Regions from separate parts of the Pan troglodytes genome. Here region 1 is linked to region 2. The links are chromatin contacts, called in public capture Hi-C maps. All regions are on one chromosome and are shown on one strand. Each heading gives the region's core, a stretch centred on a gene start, on an enhancer-like site or on the middle of the called end of the contact. The rest is flanking DNA. Distances are from core to core; before and after follow the strand shown. Region 1 holds the start of SHISA4 (shisa family member 4). Region 2 holds the start of GPR37L1 (G protein-coupled receptor 37 like 1).

Region 1 (7,560 bases), core at 3,037-5,536, 230 kb before region 2:
CAGTTGTCACCACCTAAACCTGCCTTTACAGAGCTGGCCTTTCTGAGAAACCCTGTGCCTCTGTAGATTGAACATTCCCATCTGTGCAGATGGCTAACAGCTAGGCTGAAAACAGAAACCTTAGATTGGAAAGGGTCAGCTGGAGGGCTGAGGCCCATGGCCCCAAATCCTCCCCAGGAGAGACAGTAGGTTCAGAAAGGAGAGAGCTATAAACAGAGCCTTCCTCCCTTGCCCTCAGATCCCAAAATAACACTTGTCTACCGCCATCCTGCCCAACTGGCAGAGTGGCAGGCTGAGTAAGGTGCCATTTAAAGATAACCTGGCCCTCCCCATCTGCCCCACTGGCTGGGCTGGGCTCCTGAGGCCAGGCCTTGGCTGCCTGGGACTGCTGCTGCTCCCACAGCCACCCAGAGTGTGCCTGAGTAGGGGGCTGCTCACAGCTGCCATCCAAGCCAGCCTGGCTACACCCCCTTCTTTCCTGAGGCCCAGGCTGTCCTGGGCACTCTACAAACAAGCAGAAGCCTGGCGTTCTGGGAGAGGCAATCCTACAAAGGCATTGGTAGAAAGTCCTTCTGGAGAAGAGTGCTCCATATATATATATATATATAAATGTATAGGATACTTGTGCAACTTTGTTACATGGAAGAGTGCTCCTTCTTACCAGTAGCTTGGCAGCAGTGAGGCTCATCCTCACTGTCCTTCACCCACCCTCCACTTGCAAGTCCCTCCCACCAAGAGGACAAACACAGGAGACAGTCTTTCATTTACAGCAAGAAAGATTAAAGCTGGACGCCAAGAAAAGCATTCTGATTTAAGAGAGATGTTTGTTTATTCTGGGGCAGTGAGAGCCAAAAGACCTGGTTCCCCAACTAAGCCATGAAACTTGGCCAAGTCCTGGTGCTGTCCTAGGCCTTACTCTTCCTAGCTGTGGACTGCAAGGAGAATTAATGTGTCCAAGACTCTCCAGGAAGGGTCTGACATTAAATCAGAGTAAAGAACTCAGGATCCTATGGAGTGGGGGAATGTATAATTACCTGTCTGCAGGAGTTGGGTTGCCAGAGGCTGGGCAAGGAGGAATAGAAAAAAGGAGGGCAGAGTAATGTAGAGTGCATTCCTGGAGAGCACTGACTGACCAGAGGCAGGAATTAGGAAAGGAATGGAGTTTCCCTTATCTTGGAATGGTTCAACAAACCACTGGCCAGACAAAAGTGGAGGCAGGAGCCTCCACGGCCAAACAGCATGGGTGGGGTAGGACCAGGGTGGGATGGAGCCTCCAGGGCTCATGGCCCAGGAAAGTAAGGAAGGCCTCAGGAATGCCTGTGTCAGTCTGCTCTGATAGAGGAGCATGGAAGAGGTTGGGAGGAGCCCTGGGCTGGTCATTCAGCCCAGGAGTGAGGTGACTCAGCAGAGCACTCCTACCACAGCCCCCAGCCAAGCCCAAACTGGGTCACAGGCAGGGTCCCAGCCCTTCCCCTCCTCCTGCCTTTCCCCACTTCAGATATCCCTGGCTACCTTCTCACCACATGCAGAGGCCTGCTAGAGATAAGGGGTGGGCATCAAAGTTTCCCTGAATACATGCTTTTTATGCCAGGCATAGCACTGAACATTTTAGACTTGTTTTTTTGTTTGTTTGAGATGGAGTTTCGCTCTTGTTGCCCAGGCTGGAATGCAATGGCGATTCCCGGGTTCAAGCCTACCGGGTTCAAGTGATTCTCTTGCCTCAGCCTCCCGAGCAGCTAGGATTACAGGCATGTGCCACCACACCCAGCTAATTTTGTATTTTTAGTAGAGACGGGGTTTCTACATGTTGATCAGGCTGGTCTCCAACTCCCGACCTCAGGTGATCTGCCTGCCTTGGCCTCCCAAAGTGTTGGGATTACAAGCGTGAGCCACCGTGCCTGGCCCTTTAGACTTGTTTAAAGAGAAGCAGGTGGTGAAGCTGAAGGGCCTGGGCTTTGAAGCCACAAAAGTCGAACTGCAAATCCCAGCAGTGTGAGCTGGGGGAATTGAAGTTCTTCCAACTTCAGTTTCCTCATCTGTACAATGGAATGAGCTCATCGGCAATGTTCGCTGCCGGTGGTATCATTACCATCATATTCCAGACACCCTGAGGAGAACCTCCTACTGGCAAAGCCTATGTTTTGTCTCATCTGATCACAAATTACTCTGCCTCCTCTTTTCCAGGAAAGCGTTTCCTTCCCTTGCTGGGGATTAAGAGACCAGCTTGGTGAGCGGGGTTTATTCCTGCCTGCCCTTACCTAGAGAAGGTGTAGTGAAGCCCTTCCAGGCCTGAAGATTTAGACAACTTCTTCCAGGGCCCCCAGTCCTCCCACCCAAGCCCCTCCTCACTCCTGGCCAATCTACAGACTCTTTCAAGACCCAGGTTCATTATGGCGACATAAGCTAGCCCCAGCTCTCCATCTCCGAGCTCCAGCATCCCTTGTCAAGGTGAAGTGCCAGTTCTCCCAGTGCAGCCAGTTCTCCCCTCTGGTTGGCCCACAGCCCCCTCTCTTCACTCTCTGTCCTAGTCTAGTCACCTCCCATCCCATGAACTGAAACACATTCTTAGAATTTTGCAATTAGAAAATCACTGATGATGTTGGTACGTGCTAGGTGTCATTGCAAGCTGGAAGTGTCAACTAGGGGTATACATTTTGAGGAGGGCTAGTTGGAGAAAAAAGCAGGAAAGTAGCTAGAGAGGGATGAGTTTTAGGAAGGATGTGGTTTGGTTTGCTTTGCTTTGCTTTGCTTTGCTTTAAATAGGAGAAACTTGAGATTTCTTAGGGAAAAGAAGCTGGTAAGGTGTGAGAAGCTAAAGACACTAAAGAGATGGGATAATGAAGAGACAAATCAGCAGGGGTCAAGGGTACACATGGGAGATTCAGCCCTGGGCAGGAAAGACAGTCCCTTATCTGAAGATGATTCAACCAACAATGACAACACTGATGGCTAGGGCTGGATGGCAACATTGAACACAGCCACGTGGTCCCTGCAGTCATGGAGCTTTTAGTGTAGGAAAGAGGAGATGGATGGCAATGGGCACACTGAGTAGGTGGTGCTGGATTCAGAGGCGTCTCTCTTTGTCCCTGCTGCTGCATTTATGACTGTGTCCTGCGTGAGGACATACTCTTGCCCATCAGGCTACCAGCAACTTTCTGGGGCAGGAGCCTATCCTCTCCTATTCCAGCTCTCTTGGGTAGGTGTGCCAGCACCCACAGGGGCCCAGGATGGGGTAGCTCCTCTTTCGGCTGTCCTTCCCTAACCTACTAAGATTCTACTGGGCCTTCCATGGACCTGTCCTGATTCTCTCACCCCAGAACACAAGAAATACTCACTGTCTACACTGTCTGCTGTTGCGGCTGGGGATCAACCCTGATTTAGATTTGGGTCTTCCTGATGCCTCTACCATTTACTGGCTGTATTACCTTGAACAAGTTCTTTAACCTCCATGAGTCCTAGTTTCTCAGTCTGTGAAATGCGATTGATAACACTGACGAACCTTGCTTAGTTCATGGAGTTGTGGAAAGATTCCAGTGAGGTAGATGTGGAAGCCCAGAAGTGTGTGAAAGGGTGTACATGGCAGGGGATTAAGGTAGGCTTTTGATGATCTCCCTGGCTTAATTTGCAGTTCCTCAGAGGGTACCTCATGTAGCATGGGGCATAGTCACTGGCACTCAGTATAAACCTGTGAAGACCTCTCCCATCCTAAAACACTGTTTCCACCTGGAATTAACTGTTGCCCACCTGAAATTAACTGTTGCCCTCCCTGTGCTCTGGTGGCTATTGCAGTACAGGCTTGCTCTGTGAAGGGCTTTCACTGTGAAGAGTGTCTAACTGGATGGGCCCCAGGTGGCCCCAGCAGCCTGCCTTCCCTGCTAGTGAGGCCATGGGCTGGTGCATGCCAGCTCTGTCCACTTGAAGGGGGAAGGGTCCATCGTAGGGAGCCAGTGCAGCTGGCAGGGTCCAGGCCTGTGGGCACCGCTGGGGACAAAGCCACTCTGAATGCCTCTCAATGAGTGCTTGTGTTCTGGGAATGGGGGCGGGGTGACATCCAGCCTCTTTCCCTCTCCGCCCCCGACAGGATGTCCCAGGCTGGACGCGGCAGAGGAGGTCCCCCACAAGTGAAGGTCCAGCCCTGCTCCTCCAGGGTTGGCCCATGTGTCTGGGCATTCGGAGGTGGCACCAGGATCAGGGCTTCTGGAGTCCAGCATAGTGATTGGGCCCAGGCCGGGGGCGGGTCCAGGACACAGCCAGGCTTCCCTGGCCGCAGTGCCCAACTGCCCGCAGTGCCCATGGTGGCTCGGATGGGAGGAACCACCGCGGAGCCGGGGACAGGGGGAGCAGGGCAGTGCTCTGCTGGGTGAGGGGCACCCAGCTCCAGAGGCTAGGTGGGCGTCGCTGGTGGGTGGACTCCTGGGCGCTGCGCGGAGCCGCGCCGGCTGGGTTAGCGCGGGCGGGGCGCTTAGTCCCACCCCCAGAGGAGGCGGAAGAGGAGCCCGAGCCTGGCCGCGGGCTGGGCCCCGCCGCAGCTCCAGCTGGCCGGCTTGGTCCTGCGGTCCCTTCTCTGGGAGGCCCGACCCCGGCCGCGCCCAGCCCCCACCATGCCACCCGCGGGGCTCCGCCGGGCCGCGCCGCTCACCGCAATCGCTCTGTTGGTGCTGGGGGCTCCCCTGGGTAAGGGGATGGGGAGTCATGCGGCAGGAGTGGGATGGGGGCGGAGGAAGGGGAGGGACCGATCCGAGGGGCTTGGGCTCAGGGCTTCTCCGAGACCCTCCGGCTGCCACGGGAGACTTGGGTGTTGCTGGGTCCTCAAGAAGCGGGAAGAGGGAGCTCCAGGATGCTGGGCCATGGGAGGCTGATCCCGGGGTGCAGGGTCAGCTTCAGGCAGAGGCCTCGGGGGCTCTGGGGCTGAGACCCTCAGGGTGGAGACAAGGGGCAACCCTCAGTGTTCGGGAGCCGTCAGGCTGGGGACCGCCGGGGGAGTGGGGCCGAGCGCGGCTGGGGATGAACTGGCCTGGTGGCCACTGGGCACCCCCAATCCCTGCCTGCAGCGCTGGCCGGCGAGGACTGCCTGTGGTACCTGGACCGGAATGGCTCCTGGCATCCGGGGTTTAACTGCGAGTTCTTCACCTTCTGCTGCGGGACCTGCTACCATCGGTACTGCTGCAGGGACCTGACCTTGCTCATCACCGAGAGGCAGCAGAAGCACTGCCTGGCCTTCAGGTGGGTTCCTGCCTCCTCACCCTCACCCCCTCCTCTATCCTTTTCTCCAGAGGCCTCCTCTTCCTCCCTCCCGGACTCCTGCCTCCTCCATTGTCGACCTCCACATTCTTAGCTGAATAGAGTCACCAGGACTCAAGCCTGGCGGCAGAGCTAGGTGCTTAGGTGCTGGTGCCTGGGAGTTCCAGAAAAGGCATGTTAGTTACCTTCATAGGCTTTGACTGGGCCCGGGGTTTCCAGGTTCTTTCTGGAGCCCTCCCTTTGGTCCTGCCAGGTCATGGGGAGGGAGGGTTCAAGGTTAACACCCGGACGACAGTGTAGCTTTGTGGAAGAAGCTCTGGCACAAAGGCAGGAGACTTGGGTTTGATTCCCAGGTCCACTTCTTACTAGCTGTGTGATCTTGGAGAAGACACTTGCCTTCTATGGGTCATTGCTTGCCAAATTAGTGGTTGTCAAACTTTTTAAAAAATATATCATATATAAAATAGATATAGAGACTTCTGATTGAAGCGGGGTTTGGAAAAAATGGCTCTAGATTATTTCTAAGGCTCCTTTCAGTGTTATGCTGTATGTCTAATCATTTAAGTTGTAGATATAAAAGCAATGGTTGGGGGCGCACTGCAAATCCCTGTATGCTTCACACTAGCCAGCCAGGCAGCATAGCCTTCTGGGAAGTGGAGGTCCTCTAAGATCTCCTTCACAGGGACTGGGCAGAGCCCCACAAGGAACCCCAAATCTCAGCATGCCATGGCCCCCCTGCTGGCCAGGAGTTGGAGCCAGCATAATGAGGACTCCGTCCTATGAGTGTTGGAAGGTGAGAGGACCTGTTCTTTGTCTAAAGTCCCAAGACCATAGCAGGCATCGCCTCAGCTGTGATCCTCTTTGTTGCTGTGGTTGCCACCACCATCTGCTGCTTCCTCTGTTCCTGTTGCTACCTGTACCGCCGGCGCCAGCAGCTCCAGAGCCCATTTGAAGGTACACCCAGTACTGGGCAAGATGGGCCTCAGATGGGCTGGGCTAAGTTCATGGGCAGCAGAGAGTTCATGGATTGGGTAAATTCTGTAGTAGTATGTGCTTCTGTATACACACACCTGCCAGCATGAAAACCCAGAAAAATGCTTGTAAACCCGTGAATATTAGAATGTGCCTGGGATATATGGAACATCAGACTTTGTGTGCATTTCTGTGCATACACATGAAGATTCAAATGTGTACAGGAGTGCAGTCTGTCAACAATAGTGGGTGCAGTGAGTGTATGCATGCATATGACTCTTAGTAAGTACACGGGGTCAGGTCTGTAGTGATGAACATTAATTGAGTGTGCTCCAGTGGATGGCAAAATATGTGCCTGAGTGTTGGCATGTGATGCACATATGCCACAACCTGATGGACATGGGGACAGTGATGCCATACGGGAGATCAGTGTGGGAGGGAAGGGCTAGGAGAAGACCCTCTTAGTGGCAGCTCTGCTGGATTACAGGATACCAGCCCTGAGCTGTCCCCTTCTTGCCCAAGTGAGATATTCCCTGGGCTGTGCTCCCTGGTTCATGAGGTATCTGAAACCTGCTGAGGGGAGCAAACTTGCTAAACACAGATTGACCAGCTGGGGCCACGTGCACAGCTCCCTGCTTAACTCTGCCAAGCAGGGTGTGGGAGGCAAAGATGGCCAGCCTGGAGCTTGCCAGAGGCCAGCACCAGGGTGCTTACCTTGGTTTCCTGGGCAGGAGGAGGAGGCTTCCCATAGGAGATGGGTCTCTGAATGCTGATCCTTCTCCCCCATCTAGGCCAGGAGATTCCAATGACAGGCATCCCAGTGCAGCCAGTATACCCATACCCCCAGGACCCCAAAGCTGGCCCTGCACCCCCACAGCCTGGCTTCATGTACCCACCTAGTGGTCCTGCTCCCCAATATCCACTCTACCCAGCTGGGCCCCCAGTCTACAACCCTGCAGGTAAGTAAGCAATCTGGAGCCCCTTGCTGCTGCCTTCCCCCACCCCTTGCCCTGCGACCTCCCCTGTGCCTCTCTTGTTCTCAGATTCCCTCTCCCAGACTTCCTCCACCTCTACCCCGAAACCTCCAGGCCCACTCTTCCCTATGGGTCCTGTCTGCCCCGGGGGCAGGGGTGTTACTTTTCGTCCACCTATGCCACCACTCACCCTCATCCTGTCTCTTTGGCTTTCAGCTCCTCCTCCCTATATGCCACCACAGCCCTCTTACCCGGGAGCCTGAGGAACCAGCCATGTCTCTGCTGCCCCTTCAGTGATGCCAACCTTGGGAGATGCCCTCATCCTGTACCTGCATCTGGTCCTGGAGGTGGCAGGAGTCCTCCAGCCACCAGG
Region 2 (7,101 bases), core at 487-2,986:
CATCTGTCCAATTTTTGTATTTTTAGTAGAGATGGGTTTTCACCATGTTGGCTGGGCTGGTGAAGGTGGTAGGTTTCAATGACAGCAGCATAATGCTGTGGGAGTTGGGAGGAGGGAATGATCTGACTCACTCTGGGGCAGGTCTTCGAGTTAATTCTCCAGTGGATTCTCCTAGGCATCATGTGGTCCGTCCTCAGAACTGTGCCTCCCTAATGTGGCTGAGTGGATTCACTACCCACCCCACGCTTGGGCTCTGCCTCGACCACTCCCTCCCATGCACAGCCAAAGCCCCTCAAAGCTGCTGGTTTTCCTTGACTCTGGGCTTCTCTCCATCACCCACTGCCTCCCAACAGAACCCCCGGTCTCTGCATCCTCCTGTTCCAGATTGCTAGGACCCCAGCTGCCCATCAGGGACCCCTCTAAAATAACTTAGTTGAGTCATTGTTTGTTTACTTAACAACCTGTGATATTCTCCATTGCTTATGGGATAAAATCTAAACTCCTTGGCTTGGCATACAAAGTCCTTTACAGTCCAGTTCCTCCTCTGCTGATATTTCCAAGCTCTTTGTCCCAAGTGCCCATGCTCTCTCCCCACCTCCCTTGCACTCTAGTCCCCTTGACAGACTTGCTCTCTTGCGGGAACATCACCCACTTCCACATCACCCAGCCTTTGTGTGTGCTGTGTCTTCTGCCTAGAGCACCCTCCCTTCCCGTAGTCTGTCAGGCAAGCTCACAGCCATTTCTCGGGATCCATTCAAATGTCACCTCGCTTGGGAGGCCTTCCAGATCCCCCCCAGATTTTCTTGGGTTCCCTCAGCATCATGACCTTTGCCTTTCATAGCATCTATCATGCTGAACTTACACATTTACTTCCTTCTCTGGACTGAAAGCTCATTGGTGGCAGAGATCCTTTACATTTTTGTATTCTGAGTGTCTGGAACACAACACGTAGTCACTAAAGATGTGTTATTGCAAATGTCCACATGTCTTGTGTCTGGCTCAGAATATGGTGTTTTAGGCCGGGTGCGGTGGCTCCCAGCACTTTGGGAGGCTGAGGCAGGCGGATCACCTGAGGTCAGGAGTTTGAGACCAGCCTGGTCAACACGGTGAAACCCTGTCTCTACTAAAAATACAAAAATTAGCCGGGTATGGTGGCGGGCACTACAGTAACTGTAATCCCAGTTACTCAGGGGGCTGAGGCAGGAGAATCACTTGAACCCAGGAGGCGGAAGCTGCAGTGAGCCAAGACCGCGCCATTGCACTCCAGCCTGGGCAACCGAAAAAAAAAAAAAATTAGAAATCTCTGGAGTCAGATCTGGGTTGTGGGCCTTGCTCTGCCTTGTATCAACTATGTGGCAAGTGACTGACCTCTACAAACCTCAGATTTGTGATCTGAGATTAATCAAGGGTTAATTGAGAAACCAGCTGAGTGCTAGCACCTAGTAAGTGTTCAGTAAGTGACAGTGATGGTTATTGCTGAGTTTTGAATGGAGGAGCTGCCTTAGAATCAGGAGACCTGCGCCCCAGTTCCCATTCTGCCCCACCTCCCTGTGTCACCCTAGGCAGGCCACATTTCCTCCCTAGTTTCAGGGGCCTGAAGCAGATGCCCTCTTAGGGCCCCGCAGCCTGACATGCTGTAGGGCCTAAGAAGCGGCGTCGTGGAGGACGAGATGTGTGAGGGCAGCAAAGAGTGCTATGTGTCCAGCAGAGGGCCCTGCCCGGCCTGTGGCCGGAGGCTGGGAGGGAGGGCAGGCGAGTGATGCCAGACGCCTGACTGGAGGCGGATCCAGCCGGCCAGCTGCCTCTCTGGAGCCCAGCTCTTGGGCCCCCTGCACTCACCTGCTCTTCCTGGGCTGGCTGTCTCCTGCTCATCCAGCCATGCGGTGGCTGTGGCCCCTGGCTGTCTCTCTTGCTGTGATTTTGGCTGTGGGGCTAAGCAGGGTCTCTGGGGGTGCCCCCCTGCACCTGGGCAGGCACAGAGCTGAGACCCAGGAGCAGCAGAGCCGATCCAAGAGGGGCACCGAGGATGAGGAGGCCAAGGGCGTGCAGCAGTATGTGCCTGAGGAGTGGGCGGAGTACCCCCGGCCCATTCACCCTGCTGGCCTGCAGCCCACCAAGCCCTTGGTGGCCACCAGCCCTAACCCCGACAAGGATGGGGGCACCCCAGACAGTGGGCAGGAACTGAGGGGCAATCTGACAGGGGCACCAGGGCAGAGGCTACAGATCCAGAACCCCCTGTATCCGGTGACCGAGAGCTCCTACAGTGCCTATGCCATCATGCTTCTGGCGCTGGTGGTGTTTGCGGTGGGCATTGTGGGCAACCTGTCGGTCATGTGCATCGTGTGGCACAGCTACTACCTGAAGAGTGCCTGGAACTCCATCCTTGCCAGCCTGGCCCTCTGGGATTTTCTGGTCCTCTTTTTCTGCCTCCCTATTGTCATCTTCAACGAGATCACCAAGCAGAGGCTACTGGGTGACGTTTCTTGTCGGGCCGTGCCCTTCATGGAGGTGAGTGTGTGTTCTGTTTGAGCTCTGCTGGGAGGCTGCAATCCAGGGAAGGGATTCAAAATCTCCATCAGGTCTTTGGAAATGGAATTTGTGGGTGTGCAAAACCTGAGTCTTGGAGCTCTGACTTGCTTCTCCTTTACCTTGGAGAAGGAGACAAATATGGTATTGGTTTCTGGTTGCTCTCAAGAGAAGTAGGCAGGTCAGGGGGACAGGCGGGTGTGTGGGGCCCCTGGGTTCCAGCCCCAGCCTGATCTTCTGCTTCGGGAGCAACCTCAAGGCAGGTCTTTGCCACTTTCTCCAGACCCTAAGCTGCCCTCTCCCTTCCTCAGCCCTTCTCCCCTGTCCCACCCAAGATCCCTCTGTCCTTTGTTGTGACTCCTCTTCTTTCCTCTGTACCCCCTGCCGCTGCCCTGCTCCCACAGCTCCCTTCGCTGCTCCTCCATCTCCTGCCTCCCGAAGGAGTGCCTGAAGGGAGAGCCCAATTTCCTTCACACCCCTCTGGATCAAGTCAGCATCCACTCCACGAGAATACAAGCACCAGAAGCAAAAGACCGCTCCGTTCTTCCCTCCCTGCTGGGATGCTCATTGTTATCGTTGTCATTTCCATCAGCAACTTCCTAGATCCTCTCTGAAAGGGATACCTGGTTCTGGGCACTGGAACTAATGGGGGGCTCTAGTCTCAGCTCTGCCACTGACATACCGGGCGTCACTGGGCAGGTTGCATTACCTCTCCAATTTCTTTATCTCCCAACCAGGGCGGGTAGACCAGATGGTCCTTCCAGGGGGCCTGTTTCATAGTTCTAAAGTATATCACTATGCCCTTACTTCTGGTAGCGTCTACAATAAGTCCATGGGTGTCAAAGGATATGTAGAGCATAGAGAGACAACTTAAAACACTGCAGAAACATACTGATGTGTGCATTTATGCAAGACACAGCAAGGCCACCCTCTCTGTCTCTGTAAGACAAAATAAGCAAACAGTCTTTCAAATTTTGGCTGCATGGAGTGTAATGGAGTGACTGTGGTCTCCCTGTGAAGCTGCTGTTCCTTCGTGAATGATGCTGCATGACAAGGGGGACTTGCCTGGCCGGAGAAGGGCTCAGGATCAGGCATACGGACACAGGTCCTATTCCAAGGTCTGTCCCCACCTCACCATGTAACAATGATGATGTCATAGTTGGACAGACTCCCTGAGTCTCAGCAGTGGGTACAGTCCTTTCCTGTCCTTCCCAACCCAGGGAGACTAACAGTGGTACAAAGTTACTCCACCCTGAAAGAAGACCCTGTGCCAGGCACAGTGGCTCATGCCTATAATCCCAGCACTTTGGGAGGCCGAGGCAGGTGGATCACTTGAGGTCAGGAGTTCGAGACCAGCCTGGCCAACGTGGTGAAGCCCCATCTCTACTAAAAATAAAAAATTAGCCGGGTGTGGTGGCACGCACCTGCAGTCCCAGGTACTCAGGAGGCTGAGGCAGGAGAATCGCTTGAACTTGGCAGGCAGAGGTTGCAGTGAGCCAAGATTGCGCAGCCTGGGTGACAGAGTGAAATTCTGTCTCAAAAAAAAAAAAAAAAAAAAAAAAGACCCTGCAACTGGAGAGAGGCTTTGCATTCTTAGTTATCATCTTGTGCTCACGACCCAGGTGAGCTGTGCGTGCTTAGACACAGGACTCTGAAATTGAGCAGACTAGATTAGAAACTGGGCTTTTCCCGTCACTAGCTGTGTGATTTGGTAGATTACTTTAACTACCTAAATCTCAATTTCCTCATTGGTAAATTGGGGATAATAATAATAATAGCTATCTGGGTGAATTCTTAAGGGATTAAATGGGTGATGTCTATACAGTGCTTAGAATTAAAATGGTATAGAGGAGAAGGGGAAAAGGGCAGACACACACGACCTCTGTTTGCATGTGGCTGGTAGGTCAATGAACACCTGGCCCTACCTGACTGTGGGTCCTGACATATGTAATGTCCTCCTGGGCCAGCCCCTCCACACCTCCTGGAGGATAGAGATGAACCACAGGCTGGTAGACAGTCTTCCTTCTAGGCTGGGTGGTGGGACAGGAGGAGGGAGAAAACACTCTTTCTTTTTTTGAGACAAGAGTCTCACTCTGTCACCCACAACACCCTTCTTCTTTATTTGAGACGGAGTCTCATTCTGTCACCCAGAGTGGAATGCCGTGGTGTAATCTCAGCTCATTGCAACCTCCGCCTCCCAGGTTCAAACAATCCTCCCACCTCAGCCTCCCAAGTAGCTGGTACCGCAGGCGTGCGGTACCACGCCCGGCTAATTTTTGTATTTTTGGTAGAGACAGGGTTTCACCATATTGCCCAGGCTGATCTCCAACCCCTGAGCTCAAGCAATCTGCCTGCCTTGGTCTCCCAAAGTACTGGGATTACAGGTGTGATCCACCGCGCCCAGCAACACCCTTTTATAGGGAGGATCTCAGGATGGTGCTGAGGAGGGAGCAGGAGAGGGCAGCTTGGAATAAAACTTGAGATATTTTTGAGATGTAAAATAGAAGGGCAGGGCTGGGCACAGTGGCTCACCCCTGTAATCCCAGCACTTTGGGAGGCCAAGGTGGGTGGATCACAAGGTCAGGAGATTAAGACCATCCTGGCCAACATGGTGAAACCCCATCTCTACTAAAAGTACAAAAATTAGCTGGGTGTGGTGGCGCACACCTATAATCCCAGCTACTCGGGAGGCTGAGGCAGGAGAATCACTTGAACCCGGGAGGTGGAGGTTGCAGTGAGCTGTGATTGCGCCACTGCACTCCAGCCTGGGTGACAGAGTGAGACTCTCGGGAAAAAAAAAAAAAAAAGGAGAGAGAATGGCATTTCTACCCAAGCCTGAAGCCTGTGCCTCCGCAGGCCTGGGCTCCCCTGCCAAGAGAGGGGGTTGGGGTTCCCACAAAGAACACTTGGTGGCCGTGCTAAAAGCCGGGGATTGTGTTCCCCCAGCCAGAAGAGGGAAGAATTTGGACAGGAGGGGGATCTGAGCACAATCCCTGAGTGTGGCTGAGCAGTGTCTGATGGTGCGGGAGGGTCCCCTCTTCCTTCCTGCTCTTTGGCACTCTCCTCCCCTGCCGCTCAGGCTGCTTCCTCTTGGCTCACAGGGTGGTTTTCCACGCGCTTGATGAATAGAGTGCGGGCATGGTGGGCACAGGCTGCTCAGAGGGGGGCCACTTCCCCACACAGCCAGGTCCTGGGCTTCTCTGGACAGGGCCAGGAGCAGAACCGTGCATGTGTGTGTGTGCGTGCACGCGTAAGCCATGTTCCCCAAGACCATTCATCCCAGGCATGCAGATAATGGGGTGTGGGAAGTGGAAGGACCTGCAAAGATCCAGAACTTCTATGTCTTTATCTTGGTTCTTCCTTGGAGATGATTTTCCAAAGTCTGTCAGAGAGCATCAGGGTCTATGGGAGCCAGGCCATTCATCCCCCAGCCTGAGAGGCAAAGAACAAGGGGGAAGGAGGCAGACGTGTGTGTAAACCTCAGCTCCGCCATTCATCAGCAGTGTGGTCCTGGGCAATTCACTGTTCCTGCCTGAGCTTGAGCTTTTTCAATGGTAAGGTGGTTGATTGGGAATGTGATGACACGTAAAGTGCCCGACCCATAGGAAATGCTCATTACATGGAGTTGTTACCATTATTATAATTCCTTCCTTCTTTCCTTCCTTCCTTCCTTCCTTCCTTCCTTCCTTCCTTCCTTCCTTCCTTCCTTCCTTCCTTCCTTGTTTCCACAGGGTTTTGCTCTGTCACCCAGGCAGGAGTGCAGTGTCGTGATCTTGGCTCACTGCAGCCTCAGCCTCCTAGGCTCAAGCCATCCTCCTACCTAAGCTTCCCAAGTAGTTGGGACCACAGGCGTGCCTCACCACAACAGGCTATTTTTTTGTATTTTTAGTACAGACAGGGTTCCATCATGTTGCCCAGGCTGGCCTTGAACTCCTGGGCTCAAGTGATCTGCCTGCCTCGGCCTCTCAAAGTGCTGGGATTACAGGTATGAGTCACCGCACCCGGCCCATTATTATAATTTCTATGCTTATCACTCAATTCATGGTCTAACTGAGCCAGAAGCCAGGTGTCCTTCCTTGTCCCCATAGATTTTGACCAAGTGCTTCTCTCTTCCCTCACATCCTGCCCACAGGTCTCCTCTCTGGGAGTCACGACTTTCAGCCTCTGTGCCCTGGGCATTGACCGCTTCCACGTGGCCACCAGCACCCTGCCCAAAGTGAGGCCCATCGAGCGGTGCCAATCCATCCTGGCCAAGTTGGCTGTCATCTGGGTGGGCTCCATGACGCTGGCTGTGCCCGAGCTCCTGCTGTGGCAGCTGGCACAGGAGCCTGCCCCCACCATGGGCACCCTGGACTCGTGCATCATGAAACCCTCAGCCAGCCTGCCCGAGTCCCTGTACTCACTGGTGATGACCTACCAGAACGCCCGCATGTGGTGGTACTTTGGCTGCTACTTCTGCCTGCCCATCCTCTTCACGGTCACCTGCCAGCTGGTGACATGGCGGGTGCGAGGCCCTCCGGGGAGGAAGTCAGAGTGCAGGGCCAGCAAGCACGAGCAGTGTGAGAGCCAGCTCAA

What was found. Capture Hi-C pulls out chosen DNA fragments and counts their contacts.
Region 1: a capture Hi-C map of stem cell-derived neural stem cells shows a contact between it and region 2, with 4 times the contacts expected there. The contact joins the promoter of SHISA4 here to the promoter of GPR37L1 in region 2. A contact is called at or near these places in 3 of 7 Hi-C or Micro-C datasets (induced pluripotent stem cells and stem cell-derived neural progenitor cells) and 1 of 1 other capture datasets (stem cell-derived neural stem cells).

What each region holds. Positions count from the first base shown.
Region 1 is chr1:47,205,773-47,213,332 of NHGRI_mPanTro3-v2.0_pri, reverse strand. It overlaps SHISA4 (shisa family member 4), which reads left to right and starts at 4,286. Exons shown (of 5, transcript XM_001140118.6): 1 at 4,286-4,674; 2 at 5,052-5,223; 3 at 6,062-6,195; 4 at 7,005-7,172; 5 at 7,404-7,560. The coding sequence starts at 4,602. The coding sequence ends at 7,450.
Region 2 is chr1:46,968,954-46,976,054 of NHGRI_mPanTro3-v2.0_pri, reverse strand. It overlaps GPR37L1 (G protein-coupled receptor 37 like 1), which reads left to right and starts at 1,736. Exons shown (of 2, transcript XM_514100.9): 1 at 1,736-2,508; 2 at 6,659-7,101. The coding sequence starts at 1,879.